2 separate regions of the Mus musculus genome follow, and region 2 is linked to region 1. The links are chromatin contacts, called in public Micro-C maps. All regions are on one chromosome and are shown on one strand. The core of a region is the stretch at or near the end of the contact, and the rest is flanking DNA. Distances in the headings are between cores, read along the strand shown.

Evidence for each region. A called contact is a pair of places that touch in the nucleus more often than the background predicts.
Region 2: a contact with region 1 is called in a Micro-C map of the G1E-ER4 cell line. The contact joins the promoter of Arl14ep here to the promoter of Pax6os1 in region 1. A contact is called at or near these places in 5 of 39 promoter capture datasets (the 3T3-L1 cell line, embryonic stem cells, hematopoietic stem and progenitor cells and 2 more), 2 of 484 Hi-C or Micro-C datasets (the G1E-ER4 cell line and group 2 innate lymphoid cells) and 4 of 115 datasets of contacts at active chromatin or transcription factors (astrocytes, embryonic forebrain and embryonic stem cells).

What each region holds. Positions count from the first base shown.
Region 1 is chr2:105,668,381-105,675,399 of GRCm38.p6, reverse strand. Pax6os1 (paired box 6 opposite strand 1) reads left to right here and starts at 5,070. Exons shown (of 4, transcript NR_002867.2): 1 at 5,070-5,164. It also overlaps a transcript of Pax6 not described here. RefSeq lists a cis regulatory region at 42-176, a promoter at 1-176 and an enhancer at 2,867-3,067.
Region 2 is chr2:106,970,064-106,977,569 of GRCm38.p6, reverse strand. It overlaps Arl14ep (ADP-ribosylation factor-like 14 effector protein), which reads left to right and starts at 3,173. Exons shown (of 5, transcript NM_001025102.2): 1 at 3,173-3,298.

The sequences.
Region 1 (7,019 bases), core at 3,821-6,320:
AGCAGCGCCGGGGCCTCGCGCCAGCCGATTGGATGCTCCCTCTCCCTGCCTGGTGCAATTGGTCGGTTTGTTTGAATATGAATACACTTGTTTTCGGCTCTGCCGGTGGGTCCCGGCTTCTCTCTCCGGCGCTGGGCCCCCCGCTCCTAGGCTCTGGCGCTCGCCGAGGTCTCCCGCTCCATGCGCTTCGGCGGCCAGCGCTGCGGCCGCGAACTTGATCAGTCTAATGGAGGCCTCTGAGCTGGAAGCATGCTGCCCCCGTAACCCCAAGCTGGGCCAGGGGTTCTCAGTCCGTGGAGGTAGCAAGTTTCACCATCTCTACGAGGTCCTTTCTTGTACAGTGGCCTGCCGCTCCGCCCCATTTCACCCTAACTTCCCACCCCTTGTCCACCTCGGCCTTGGCCCCAGGACACAAAGTACAGCGGTGGCGGCTCTCTAGCCCACCTGACTTTTAGGAACAAGAGAAAAGAGGCGGGAGTGTCCCTGGATCCCAGCAGCCCCCACTCCGGCGATGGTGGCACAACTATGCCTAGGCCCGAAGAGGGCCTCCAGGCCGAGAACTCAGCGAGGCCCGGCGGTCACCCCAGCTCAGGCCTCCCGAGCCTGCCCATTTTCCCCCCACCCCACTCCCGCACCGCTGGCATTTTCTTCTCTTTCTGCTTTCCGAAGCCGCCGTGCTCAGCGGAGCGGACGCACTGCCCCAGCCTGGAGAGGCTCGAGTAAACACGCCACTTACTTTGTGTACAGAGGATTCTTGTGAAAAGCTCTGAAGAGTCCTCACCAAACACTCTCCAACTTCTCCCACGTGCCATTTGTTGACTAAGTGCGGCTGCTTTTCCAAGCCATCGAAAGGAGGGGAAGACAAGAGGGGAGGGGAAGTAGTGGAAGCCTGAGGGTGGGGGTGGGGTTTGACCAATGCTGGGAGAGATTCTGCAAGTGTGTGTCCTCGCCGGCTTTCTTGGTGTGTCAACGTGTGTCGTTGTGAGGAACCGGTTATCTGTGTGTGGTGCTTATGTATCCCCGCCAAGACTCCCTTCTCTTGGGTCAGCTCAGTCCACGGAGGCAATTCCCCTTCAACTGTTGCCAGAAAAACGGCGAGGACAGTAAGTAAATGGCTTTTCCCTCCTGACCACACACCAGAAGTCCATTTGTTGAATGCCGGACATTAGGATACACCTCAGTACACTCCAAAGACGTCCCTTGGAGTCTGCAGTTTAGGTGACAGGGGAGCAGGCAGCCGCCTTGTCCTGAGCTGTCCGGAGCTATCTCGCAGCCTGCGGGCCTTGGAGCCGAGAAGTAGAAGGCCTGAGATCCGGAACACACTCAGAACCCAGCAAAGGGAAGTGGGGTTGGCAAAGATCAGGCAAGGAGGCCGAAAGCCACCATCGAAGCCTTTGATTTTTTTTTTTTTTTTTTTTGACTTAGGGAAAGAACCGAAAGTCAGCGTCCAGCAGTAGTCTGCTCACTCAGTTGATCTCTGGCAGGCTGCGCTGATGAATCCCCATGGGAGTTGGAGCCAGATGGACGCTGCAGGCTGCCTCTGAGCCTGATTTGGACATCCTAGTCTAGCCCTTGCCTGGGGCCCAGCAATAAGGACCCAAGGAGCCTTAGCAGAGTTCCGGGGACAGAAGAGGCCTTCCGTAACCCGAGCCAGAGGTGGGTTAGCACAAACTGCTCATCTCCTCAGCTTGGGAAAGGTGGCTGACTAGCTGGGCTCACTCTGGAGGACCTAAGGCACTGGATCGGAGCTAGAAGGAAACACTGGCCAGAGGCTAAGAAGGTGGTGCCACTGCTGCAGTTGGCGGCCTCCAGTGAAAGATTTCGTAGGACCGGGACTTTCAGAGGTTCCCAGGAAGTCCTGCCTGAAGTCCAAGTTCCAGATCAGAGAAGTCAGCATTCTCCTTTTCTCCCCTTTTACATCTCAAGCAAGCATTAAAGAAGCAAGATGAGGGGGGGGGGTGCCCAGCGACTGTCCCAATTGGAGGCGGCGAATATCATTTTTACAACCTCTCAATTAGCAACCCAGTGGATTAGCACCCTCTTAAGCTTTGCCTAAGAAAGAGGCAGCCATAATCTTGTTGCTATTTCCCCCCAGGGCACTGGCTCTTTCAATCAGCCCCTTCTCCCACCCACAACCCCCATCTCACCTCAGAGAAAAGTTTTAACAAAAAAATCAGAAGAAGCTAGGAGCCTGGCATGAATGCCGCTGACGTCATTGGGTGGGGATGGGGGCTTCGGGTGGGACTGTTGGAAACTGCACAAACAAGAAACAGAAAGGACTTGGCTGCTCTAGTGTGTCAATATTTGGGGAGGGGAGCTGAGGAACAGAAAGAGGCAAAGTTTCTAAAGTTTAAGGAAAGGGATGAGAGCCAGGATCTCTCTCTCTCTCTCTCTCTCTCTCTCTCTCTCTCTCTCTCTCTCCTCTCTCTCTCTCCCTCCCTCCCTTCCTACTCTCTCTCTCTCTCTCTCTCTCTCTCTCTCTCTCTCTCTCTCTCTCTCTGCCTGTCCTTGGTGAATCATCTTTTCTGCCAAGCACCTGCTGTCGGGAAGAGACCTGGAAGGAGGGAGGCTAAAACCAAGGTGCAAGGCACTAGTAAAACGGAGACAACGCTCGGGTCGCCATTTTAACTGAGGCTTTCAACCCGTCGGAGGCCCATTTCGCTTGTCCTCCAGTGTTAGTGTTAGAATAGAAAGGCTGGCGAAGCTGCATTTTAGGCGCCCCCCCCCCGACCCCCGCTGCCTTTCACTACTACTCTGCTACTCTTTCCTCCGTTCTACCCTCTGACCCGTGCGAGGACGGGTTTTCCTCTGGCCGGGTAACTGAAAGCTCGTGGTGTAGAGTGGCGCTGGGGGCATCGAGGTTTGCCCGACGGTGTTCAGAACCTCTCTAACCATCATGGATGCGAAAGTAGGAGGCCCCTTCAGAATCACTCCCAACAGTCCCTGGTAGCCTGTACCCACCGCATTTAGTCTCTGTCCCGAGAGCGGCCCCTGGCGAGGCAAAGAAGTGCCCAGTTCTCTGGGGAAATGTGCTTTGGCCTCACAGCCTCAGAACAACCAGTACTCCATTCCGTGTTCCCACACCTCCAAACTCCCATTTTGACTGGTCCTAGCTGAGGCGCGGTTGCAGACACACTGAGGAGGGCAAGGATGAATTTCTTTGGAGGAGGAAGGTCTCAGTAAACACCCGAGACACTTTAGAGAGCTCCAAGTGTGTCTCTTTCTGCAGGCCCTGAAGAGTGGATTCCAGGGATCTCTGGGATGGCAAACAAATCAAAAGGTCATAAAAATCAAAGTCTTCCACCCTAGCCACCCAGTTCCTGATGCCTCCCTGGCTTGGGGCTTTCTCTCTCCGCTTACCCCAGCAACCTGCCTGAATCCTGCTCACCGGCTAGCCTAGCCAAAGCCCAGGACAGTACAGAAACAGAAGAGAGCCGAACGACCGCCCAGCGGCGCCTCCAGGCTTTAGCTTGACTGGAAAAAGCCATGGTGCCCTTTCCTTTCCTTTCTTCTTGCCAAATGGTTAGTGTATCTGGGCGCTCGCGGGTCCAATCCTCTTCTCTTCATATTGGTCAGCACCTCTCCCCCTCCATTTCCCTCCCAGCCCACCCCTAAAATGCTTAAATCCCGGCATTGTCCGGATGGGTGTCCCAGCAAAGAGCTTTCTTGTAGGAGGCTAGTTAACTCTCAAGCTTCCTTTCTTCCACATCCTACAGTTGTCTATATGGAAAGTAGATTCAAAGTCTCTAACGCATAGGACACCCTGAAATCCCATCGTTTTGGGATTTTTACAGATAGGGTGTCTAGAAAAGTTCTCTTTCCATTCTCCAACCCCGGGACATTCCTTCAAGTCTCCTTTTCTTCTAACCTCAGTACTAAAGAGGTAAGTGTTCAGCTTCAAATGAAAAGCTTGCTAAGGTCACCGCTCTATAGAATATGTCTGAACAGCTGCCTGGTAGAAGGGCCAGGGACTGACTCCTGCCATTTGTTTTGTTCAGGAGCTAGAAACGTGCAGGCCTGATGCTCAGGATTTTGAGACTGGGAAAGAGAGAGCAAATGTCAGGGCTGGCTCACTCCAGCAGCCTGGAACCGAACTAAGCACATCCTGACAGGCTTTTAAAATGACATTGATTGAGACAAGCTGTTCCCAACCCCAGTAAGAGTTAATCTGCCTGTTAATCAAGGCACTAAGGGGCTCAATGCGAGTTTTATTAGTGACTGGAGAGCAGAGGCAGCAGTAGCAAGGGATCAAAAGCTGAAATCCCAGATACTTTGTCAGTGCACACTCCTCCAAAAAAACAATGTATTTTTCAATTAGAGAACAATTTGGCGCTTTTCATCATTTCCTAACCCAGTCTCACAGATGGTGACTTGAAGCCTCCCCATCAGGGAAAAACTTGTGGGGATTGGGAGTCAGGGACAGAGCAATGAGGGATTAAGCCCTGGTTGTTTCCTCGGAGATCGGGGTCCACCTGGGAGAATATCCGAACTCTGGGATCAAGGCTCTGCAGCCAGATTCCTCCCGAAAAGAAAAGGAATGAAAAAGGGAAGCAAAAGAAAAAATAATACCACAAATACAGGCACTCGTCCTTCTAGGTCTGGCCAAGCATCTCTGCCAGTGCACTAGAAAGTTCTCATGCAAGATTTACTCTCTCTCTCTCTCTCTCTCTCTCTCTCTCTCTCTCTCTCTCTCTCTCCCTTTCCCTCTCTCTCTCCCTTACTTCTCTCTCCCTCTCTCCCTGGAAGCTGGATTCTCTTTGGTTTTCTTTTCCAAGTCTGGGCACTGGCGGAAATTTGAATACTAAGTTCTCCAATAATTCAAATGATACGAAGTCTGAGGGAGGAAAAAGTAGACACACCAATCCGATTTGCCCTCTGATCAAGGAGGGCAGCAGAGTAAGACCACAGCAGAGGAAGTCCCTGGCTCACCCTGGGCGCAGGGCGAGGACTCTGGTCAGAGGTAATTATGTCACCGCGTTTTCTCGCCGTGACAGCCGAATAAACACAATCTCCAATAAACATCTCTAATGAGGGAGGAGGCCCGAGGATGGCTGGTTTGATTTATGACTAGAGGAGAAGGTCCACTTCCTACTGCGAAGCGGGCAAACTGCTCACGGCTCAACTCTGGAATAAGGAACTCTCGGAGGAGAGGACCCCCGTTCAGGTAAGGTGCTCAGACTGGTGGCCACTTTGCCCGTGGCCTCCTTTCTATGTGAGGCGCTCAGAGGGGACTCTGCTCAGAGTTAGACTCCTGGGCACCTGTCACAGGTGCTTGAGAGCCAAACGATCTGGACAAGTGCCTCCAGCGGGTCTAGAGAGAGGGCGTCAGGAGCACGCGTGGGAGTGGGCGAGATCCAGGCCAGGCCTGCTACATGGCCTCAAATTTCCGGTGGGTTGCTCCGGTGCCCCGACTCAGGCAGCCTGAGCGGCTCCTGGTAAGCTTAGGGCTTGAGTGAGAGATTTTCCAACCTGGCGAAAACACCTTTTAGTTTAAGTTAGGGGTAATCACTTTCCTGACCCACTTCGGCCAAGTTCTGGCCTTCCTGGAGCCGGAGCATGGCTGGGTATCTCTCTCCAGGGCACTCAGCAACCGGGTTCCCCTGGAGCCCACATGCTTCCCGCCGAGGCAAAGAGCTCCGCCGCTGCTAGGAACCCGTTCCCGGTAACCCGAGCCCGCATTCTAGCTCAGTGAGAATCGCTAATTATTAGGTCTTCCGAAGGAAGCTCAAATCACACGCTGGGGCCTTCGCGCGCGCTGCCCAGCTCTGGAGGGCCGCATTCTTTCGTCCTGTGCTCCTTTCGGGGGAAACGAACCCCAAGACTTTGACTTCGATATGGAACACACATCTACACAACCTTGGGGAAACTTTTGTCGCAAGTCGCCCGACCTTCCGCGGGGTGCTCCATGAATTCGGCGCGAGGCTTGGTGGCTTCTCCAAGCATGAATGTCGCTAATTGCATCGGGGGAAGGCGTGTTGCAAACTGCATGCCCACCGCCTGCTTTTCTTAGGATCTCAGCGATTTCTTTAGACTGCGGCCACAGCCACCACCCTCCCACCCCCCACATCACCCCCAGCTCAGGGCCAGACGGGAAGTCCTCTCTTGAGACCACAACATTTTGTTACTTTTACAAAGAAGCATGCTTCGCAAAGACATCCCCTCCCCCTCACCCCCGTCCCATCCGCAGCAACTCCTCTACCATCTTTGTAAGCTTCCTTTAAAAAGAAAAAGAAAAAAATCAAGGCCGGGGCCACTCGGGGAGGGTTTCTATGACCTGAACACACAGGTTGCACGTCGGAGAGGGGCGCCGCTACTCTTGGGGTGAGTCTGGCTAGAATCAAAGCGGTTACCTGTGAGCCGAGGGTGGGGTGTCAGGTGAGTCTGGTGGCGCTGGTTCCCACACTTCTCAAAGCCGCTTCTCGGGGGGAAGTAGCAGATCTGACAACCGGGTTCTACGCGAGGACCTGCCCCAGAGTTTAAATGTCAACGATAAGAAAAGAGGGTGCTCCGGCAGGCGCTAACTTTCCTTAATATCCACGCCAGCAATGCCCTCATTGGTTGCCGGGCGCGGATGACGTCACGGCGGCCAGAGTTGGGTTCAGCTCGGCAGATTAGCTCTCTGGCCCGGCGGGAGACTCCCTCTCTTCAGGCAGAGTCTGACTCCTCCATCCTAAGAGTCTTCAGGGGTCTGGCCGGTAACTGCACACGCCCAGCCTGCCTCTGGCTGGTATTGTCCTCCCTGAGGTTCGGCTTAAGCCCCCCTCCCCCTACTTTCAAGTAAACAGGTCCTGCGGAGTTCAGGGGCCATCCAGTACGCGGATCCCACTGTACTTGCTCTTAGGCCAGCCAGTTATCTCTCTAAGTGACCCCGTAGCCTGTCCTTAGGTTCTCTAGAGAGTCACTTCATCAGAGGGACGAAGACCACGAGGGGTCGAAAGGGATCTCTGGCAAGTTCTTTTCACGAGATGACCCAATGGATAACCCTACCTGGCCCTAGCTTCCACAAGTCACAAGCTGGG
Region 2 (7,506 bases), core at 1,924-4,423, 1.3 Mb before region 1:
TGGGCTTTATCTGTAGAATCTGATTTAGGATAACAAATGAGGGCCCAGGATTCCAGACTCATTTGCAGTACTGTTTCTCATTTTACACCATGCATTCACTGGCTAACTTTTTTTCGCCCTTACCTACCTCATCCCTAAGGATGCAGCAGTAATTACAGACTAGCATTTCCCAACCTGCATCTTCCAGCTTAGAATCCTCTATCCTGACTCTCTTCACCTGCTATCTCTATCACAAGCACAGCTCCTGTAACACCGGAAGCCTTCGCTCCACTCATTCATTCTGGTTCACTCTTCCATCTGTGCTACAGCTCCACAAGCCAAAACCATCTTCCCCTTCCCATTATCTCTATCTAATCAGCCAGGAGATCCCAGTTCTGCTTCTTGATCAGCTCTTATCCTCAGTGAGCCTTCCTCATTCCTTTAGGTTAGGGTTTCAAATGCTTGAAATATTGAGTCAGTTAGCAATTGCAGGGACCATCCTATATATTATAGGATGCTTAGGAGTCTCTCAACCTTACTCTCCCAAGGACCAGTTAGCATCTCCTAAAGGACAGAACCCAATACCTCATGATGCTTAGGTTGGGGAACCAGGAGGAAGAGAAGCTTTCTTACCCTAAACCCCGTTAGCCCCATAGAGACATAGCCTTATTTGAGGCACTGGCATCAGCATAAGAGATTCTGGGTCCTGGCCCCTCCTTCATTCCACACTCCTTTTTTTAAAAAGTTTTACAGTTTTCATCAGGATAAAACACAGTAGCTAATGCAGCATGAAAAGGACACCATTTGTCTTCTACTTGCCTCCCCAAGCCTTCCACTCCAATGATGCTGAGTGCCTTTGCAGCTTAATTAAGGATGGATGAAATTCATAAGAAGTGGTAACTGTAGCCAGTAAGTATGCGAGTAGCTTAGGAGATAAATGCAAAGCTTGTGGGATGTTTTAAATTTAGGATATGAGTAAGCGTGCACTTTGTGAAACATAGGCAGAATTGTGTTAAATATATGTAGTAAGTTAGTAAACTATAAGGCATGCCAAAGTTAAAATAAATAGAAAATATGGTGGAACAGAGGGTCACTTGCAGTCAAAATCAGACGAGAAAAACTGTTATCATGATATATCTAAAGTGACAATTTTGTCAGCCCTAATTCAGTCACATTTTTGGAGACATCTAAAATAACCTCATACGTTGCCTACCCAGTACTAGGTATGAGTTGCTGTTCTTCAAGTTGTTGGCTGGGGTGGGGGGTGGGGGTGTCTTATAGACTTCCAAATGACACAGCTGTTTGGAATCCAGGGTGGAGTGAAACCATTGAATTAGACCACTCCACACAAAGAAGGGCTTACTGGTGACCAAGCTATCAAGACTACTGGGGAATAAGGGGAGCAACTGAAGGGCATCTTTGAGCTGATGTAGGCCGCTCACATTGGCTGAGAACTAGATACCTTGCCCAAGGTAGTTGTCATTCAGGGCAGGGTAAAGGAGGCTCCTGAAAGATTAAGGGAGGTTCCTGCCTTTAGGCTTCTAAGTACCTAGCCAGGGTCCTTCTGTTTAGGACACTGTCACCAGCACCACTATTTCAAGGGGCCACTTTGGACCTAACAGAGAGGACCCCACGAAATCCCACTCTTCTGAGGAGCTTTTGATGTTTGATGCCTATTGGTGAAGAGAGTCAATTTTCTTCAGGGATGCATTTCCTGATTTTCTTTCATGGATAGCCTCACATAGCAAATACTGACAGCAATGAATGGACTCTGGGTTTTTAAAAAACAAGCAAACGAAAACAAAACCCAATATACCTGCCTTTACGTGAGAGAAGGTAGAAGGGAGTGGAATCTCTGCCTAGCTGTAGGCATGCCCTAGTCTCTTCCCTTAAGGTCTAATCCAATGGGGCAGGTCAGGGTCTGGCTGGGAGACATCTACTAGGAAGGTAGGTTCAGCTTAAGAGCAAGTTTTCCCTTCCCAGACTCCTTCCAATGCCCCATTCAGTCCTAAGAGCAGAGCCTTGGTTAGGTTTGGCTGACCTCAATGGGTCTGACCTGCTTTCTGAGGCACGACAAAAAAACTGTGTAACTATTTATTGTTCCATCTTTTTCCTTCAGGTGCTGGCCAGAGCTCTCTAACTTAGCATTAGACTTCCTCCTCTTTGCGGAAGTTCCACCTCTCACCCCAAGGCTGTCTGCCACTGAGGCCGGTCATATTTATACTCTACATCTTCCTCTTTGGGACAACTTAAAGATTAACAAATTGCCTGCTCTTGGGTTTTCTTTTTAAAATTCTAATAAGTTGTCCTTGAGTTGTTCTGTTTTAGTTTATTCTTTTATTAATAAAACTAAGATCCCCAGGAAGGAACCCAAATTCCTAGGTTATCATATGTTGACTCTGCAGGGACACCCAAAAATTTCAGGTAATGCTGTCCTCCTTTTTAATCCTTGAGCTGACAAAGAGAACCGAACCCAGTCCTGCACTTCTAGATGACATCACTGGAGGTGGAGTTGATCCAAACACACCATATGTGTCAAATTCTCAAAACCAAGAAAACGTTATATTCATAGCCGCGTGGACTACCTATAGAGTTCTAGGGTCCAGCCTCAACTACCTGGCTGCAACCTTGTCCCAAAATTAAAACAAAAACTCACGCACCTCAAAACAACAATGATTACACCTCTTCTCTCCACCCCCAAAATGTAAAGGTTAATTTCCTGTGGTGTACCTTTTACTCAAAGATCTAGACTTTTTTTTTTTTTTTACAATATATAATAGAGAGAGCGTTTTAGAATATGTTTAGTTGGAATGGATCAAAAAATAAAATGTGAGACTTTAAATAAAAGGTCCATTCCTTGAGTTGCATTTAACTCTCCTCCAGGATTAGGGCTATCTAGGTGCGTTTGTTTGGTGTCCTGCACAGAACAGATTTGCAAACGAAGTAAAGGAAACCTGTGTTTGCTAAGGGCCTCCAAGAGCCTCCCAATTCCCCAACCTCAGGAGAGGATACAAGTTCCCCAAGGCGGGCGAGCAACTGAAGCAACTCTTGCGTTGGATTGAGTCATCCCCCCTTGTCCCCCGCACCCAGCCCTTCCTCCTCCGGAGGCCTCCGGGCTGGCTTCCGCTCTAGGCTCCTCCTGGTTCCTCTCCATGGTACAAGCGGTCTCTCTAGCCGCCCTCGCCGTCCTCTCGGTTTCTGCGCGGGGCCGGCGGTGGTGTGGAAAGCCGAGCTTGGCCTGTGCAGAGACGGTGCTTCCGGAGCCCAGCGGAGACCCGTGGCAGCTCAGGTGGACCGGGCCGGGTCGGGCCGTAGGGCTGTGAGTGGACTCTACCGATGGCACTTGAATGTGGGAGGCCGCGGTGAACCGGGAGGAGTGTTGGGAGGGGAGGCTTGTACGGCGGAAGGGGCTTGTAGCAGCCTGGCACCCGGCTCTACCCTGCACACAGTAGGTCCGCCACTGCATCAGATTGCAGGGTTTTATTTGAACCAGGGCCTCGCCACTGCTGAGCTTCATCCTCAGCTTCTTTGTGAGGACTCACTCGTGCCAAATGTCCTAAACTACCCTCCAACTCATCAAGCCCCTCCTGAGTAGCTCAGATTACAGAAACGAGTAACCAGGCCTGGGGCTTTTAAGTTTTGTTGTTTTGTTTTGTTTTTTGAGACAGTTTCTCTGTGTAGTCTTGGCTGACTTGGAATTCTCTATGTGGACGAGGCTAACCTAGAACTCACAGAGATCCGCCTGCCTCTGCCTCCCAAGTCTAACTTTAAAAACATTTTGTTTTATTACTTTATTTTGTATGGATGGATGTCTTGCCAGTATGTATGTGCCAGCAGTGCGTGGCTGGAGCCCCGACAGATCAGAACAGGGCGTCGGATTACCTTGAAACTGGAGTTACAGGATAGTCTGAGCCACCGGCGTGGGTGCTGGGAATTAACTTGGGTCTTCTGGAACCATCTCTCCAGACCGTCTTTAAAATTCACAATCTTCGCAGTTCTAACCGTGTGATATTTAGTTACGCACTTTGGTGGGTTGAGGGTTTCATTTGTTTCGTTTTGTTTTAAATTTTTTTCTACCCTAGTGCTGTTGATTATGTCTGATGAGTTGAGGCATTGGCAGAGAGTAGGGGCATTAATGAGTGAATCCCACGCGGGGTTGTGGTGGGGATCATTGCAGAGAAGTGGGATCCGATCACATCGATTTCAAGGAGAGTCTGCCATTTGGGACTCTAGGAATTTCTGACCTTGTGTTTATTCAAAAAATTTCTAAAGAGTAAAGTGTCAGAATTTGCTAATTAGAGAAGCCTTGGCTGTTGAGGGAATCCGGTAGTGCCTTGCCTTTGGAGCTTTGCATATAATGCACTAACAAGTAGCAGAGTATGGTGTTGCTGTAAAGCAGAAAGACTGGAAGTTTACTCTTTTACATAGGTTGATGGAAACCTCCGAGGTGAAGGAGGAATTAGTGATGCTTGAAGAATTGATACGAACAAGTGGGGTATACAGATGACTGGATCCCATGGTGGCTGGAGAATATGTGACCCCCGAGCCACCATACTCTGAGGAGGTTTTGCTGACTTGACCTGTGATTGGCCAAACTTGGTGGGCCTAGAGACAATGTAACTTAAAATTGGATTAAGAAATATTTTGTAGCCCGGCATGGTGGCGTAATCCCAGCACTCGGGAGGCAGTGGCAGGTGGAGTTCAAGGCCAGCCTGGTCTACAAAGTGAGTTCCAGGACAGCCAGGGCTATACAAGAGAAACCCTGTCTCAGGAAAAAAAAAAAAGAAGAAGAAGAAGAAGAAGAAGAAGAAGAACAACCTGGAGTAGGTCATTTAGTTAAATCCTTGTCAGAGTTATTTTTTGCTGTTTGGAAAACAAAATAGATGCATAGACAATGCCACACATCTATGAAGGGCCTGCAGACCCACTGATCCATTCAGGCATTAAAGTATAGTGCTTTTGGTGTTAATATTTGTCATTAAGAACGTCTAACTGGCCAACAAGCCCCAGGGACCCTCCTGCCTCCGTTTTACCAACACTGGGATTACATTTGGGCACCAGAGCACTTGGCTTGTTTGCTTTTGCAGGTTCAATGCCTGGGTCCCTACACTTGTGTGGCAATGGCAAGCAATGTACTGACTGAGCCATCCTGTCTGTTGCCAACAGTCTTGTCTAGGAAAGAAACTCCATCCCTCCCGTAGGAAATTTAAACTGAGCAGTTCCTGTAAGTTGTTCTTCAGGAAATCTATTTTAACTCAAATAAGAAGAGCTAGAACCAAAGAAGGCTTTGCTTCCTAAAAGGCTCTGAAAATGGAGGTGCCAAATTTAGCAGATAAAAAGAAAGATACCGGGGCTGGTGAGATGGCTCAGTGGGTAAGAGCACCCGACTGCTCTTCCGAAGGTCAGGAGTTCAAATCCCAGCAACCACATGGTGGCTCACAACCATCCGTAACGAGATCTGATTCCCTCTTCTGGAGTGTCTGAAGACAGCTACAGTGTACTTACATATAATAAATAAATAAATCTTTAAAAAAAAAAAAAAAAAAAAAAAAGAAAGATACCTGACTGTGCACTTAGATATGAATTTCAGACAGATGGGATTAACCTTTTAGCAATATGTAGGACATAACTGATAAAAGCACAAATATGCAGATTTAGCTAATAATTCTGTATCTGGCAACAACTGTTGAAAATTCTCCTTTAACCATGACTCCAAAGAGATCCTTACTTTAAAAAACAAAAAAAACAAAAAAAATGCAGTGACTGGGACTGAAGAGATGGGCCAGCAGTTACAAGCGCTGGCTGCTTTTCCCAAAGACCTGGGTTGAACCCAGCACCTACATAGCAGCTAACAACTGGAACTCCGGTTCCATGGCATCTGATGCTCCACTTTCTAGCCCTGCAGCCATGTAGGACACAGACATTCGTGTATGTAAAGCAACTATACACGATTTGCTTTTTCGGTTGGTTGGTTCGTTTCAAATGCAGTGATTAGATGGACAGTTTAATTTTCTACAATTGACCCATCAAAAATTATAGTACTTTAAGGACTTGGATTTCTAAACATAAACTTCCTGAGTTCTAAGATGACCTTTCCCCCTCTTTTGAGACAGTTTCTAGCCCAGGCTGGCCTCCAGGGAGGGAGCTGAGGAAGACCTTGAGTTTCTTTTTTTTTTCTTTTTTTCTTTTTTTTTTTTTTTTTTTTTTTTGATTTTTCGAGACAGGGTATCTCTTTATAGCCCTGGCTGTCCTGGCTGTCCTGGAACTCACTCTGTAGACCAGCCTGGCCTCGAACTCAGAAATCCGCCTGCCTCTGCCTCCCGAGTGCTGGGATTAAAGGCGTGCGCCACGCCCCCACGCCCGGCCCGACCTTGAGTTTCTAATCAGCCAGCCTCCCAGATGCTGAGACAGTAGGAGTATTCCATCATTTGTTTCTACGGTGCTGGGACTTGAACCCAGGACTTTGTGTCTGATACAGGGAGTTCAGGGCAGAGTAGTCTCAGTTTCCTGCTGCAGGCCACGTGCACGCTGAATTGTGAATTTTCTTTCTCCTGTACTGAGGATCATTTCCACCTTGTTTTCTCCTTCACTACCCTATTAGATTCTTTCCTTGGGTTCCAAGTTTTGGGGTCCCTATAAGAAATGGCAACCAGCACCTCCATCTCTTTTTTTCTTTCTTCTTTCTCTCTTTGATCCAGATTGCCCACCGAGTTGAGTCTTATATAATACATAGCAGGGGCCATGCAGCTGCCTTCAGGGCCATGCAGCTGCAGTCATGCATTTCTGGCAGTCTCAGCCTACATACACTGGAGTCTCAAGGACTACAGTGTATCCTCTGCTTGTTAACGGATTTTGCAGGCCCTCATAGTACTCACACAGCAGGCCCCACAGTTCCTTGCACAAACTTTCCCTGTTTACCAGAGGTTAAACAAACATCTGTTTACCACAACTAGGCCACCAGCCACAAAGCTAAATAACGATCCCACCAGTGTAACCACTGGTGAGCTAGGGAGTTTGTTTGGCTTATGGTATTGAACTTTGGGATTATTTACAGGAATATGGGTAATGCCCTCATGAATGGCAGCCTCCTAGAGGTTACATCCTTGAGTCCTTCCTGCAGTTATCCTGCCAGTTCACTTCCTGTGAAGTGATTACAGTTCCTTTGCCATTCTAATCTCAATGTATCAGTTAGTTGCTATGGTTACCAGGCCAAGATGACAGTGGGATGATTCCCTATGTCTGGAGGTAGAAGATGGTTGTGGTATGGCAACCTCATAAAGGTTTGCTTAGGCTTTTTATGTGTGATTGTTCATCTGTGTTGTGTTTGTTGATCCAGAAGAAATTTTTCTTTTTTCATGTTAGCCAGTAATCCTTTTCACTTTGGTGTGTAATGCCATCTATTTACCACAGTAACACAGGACCTCGTCATACACCAAACCCCAGTCTGTTTGTCTGCACTACAGCAGTACCATAGTGTCTTTACTTAGCTTTCTAGTAAATCAGCCCTTCTTTACTCTCACCATTTTT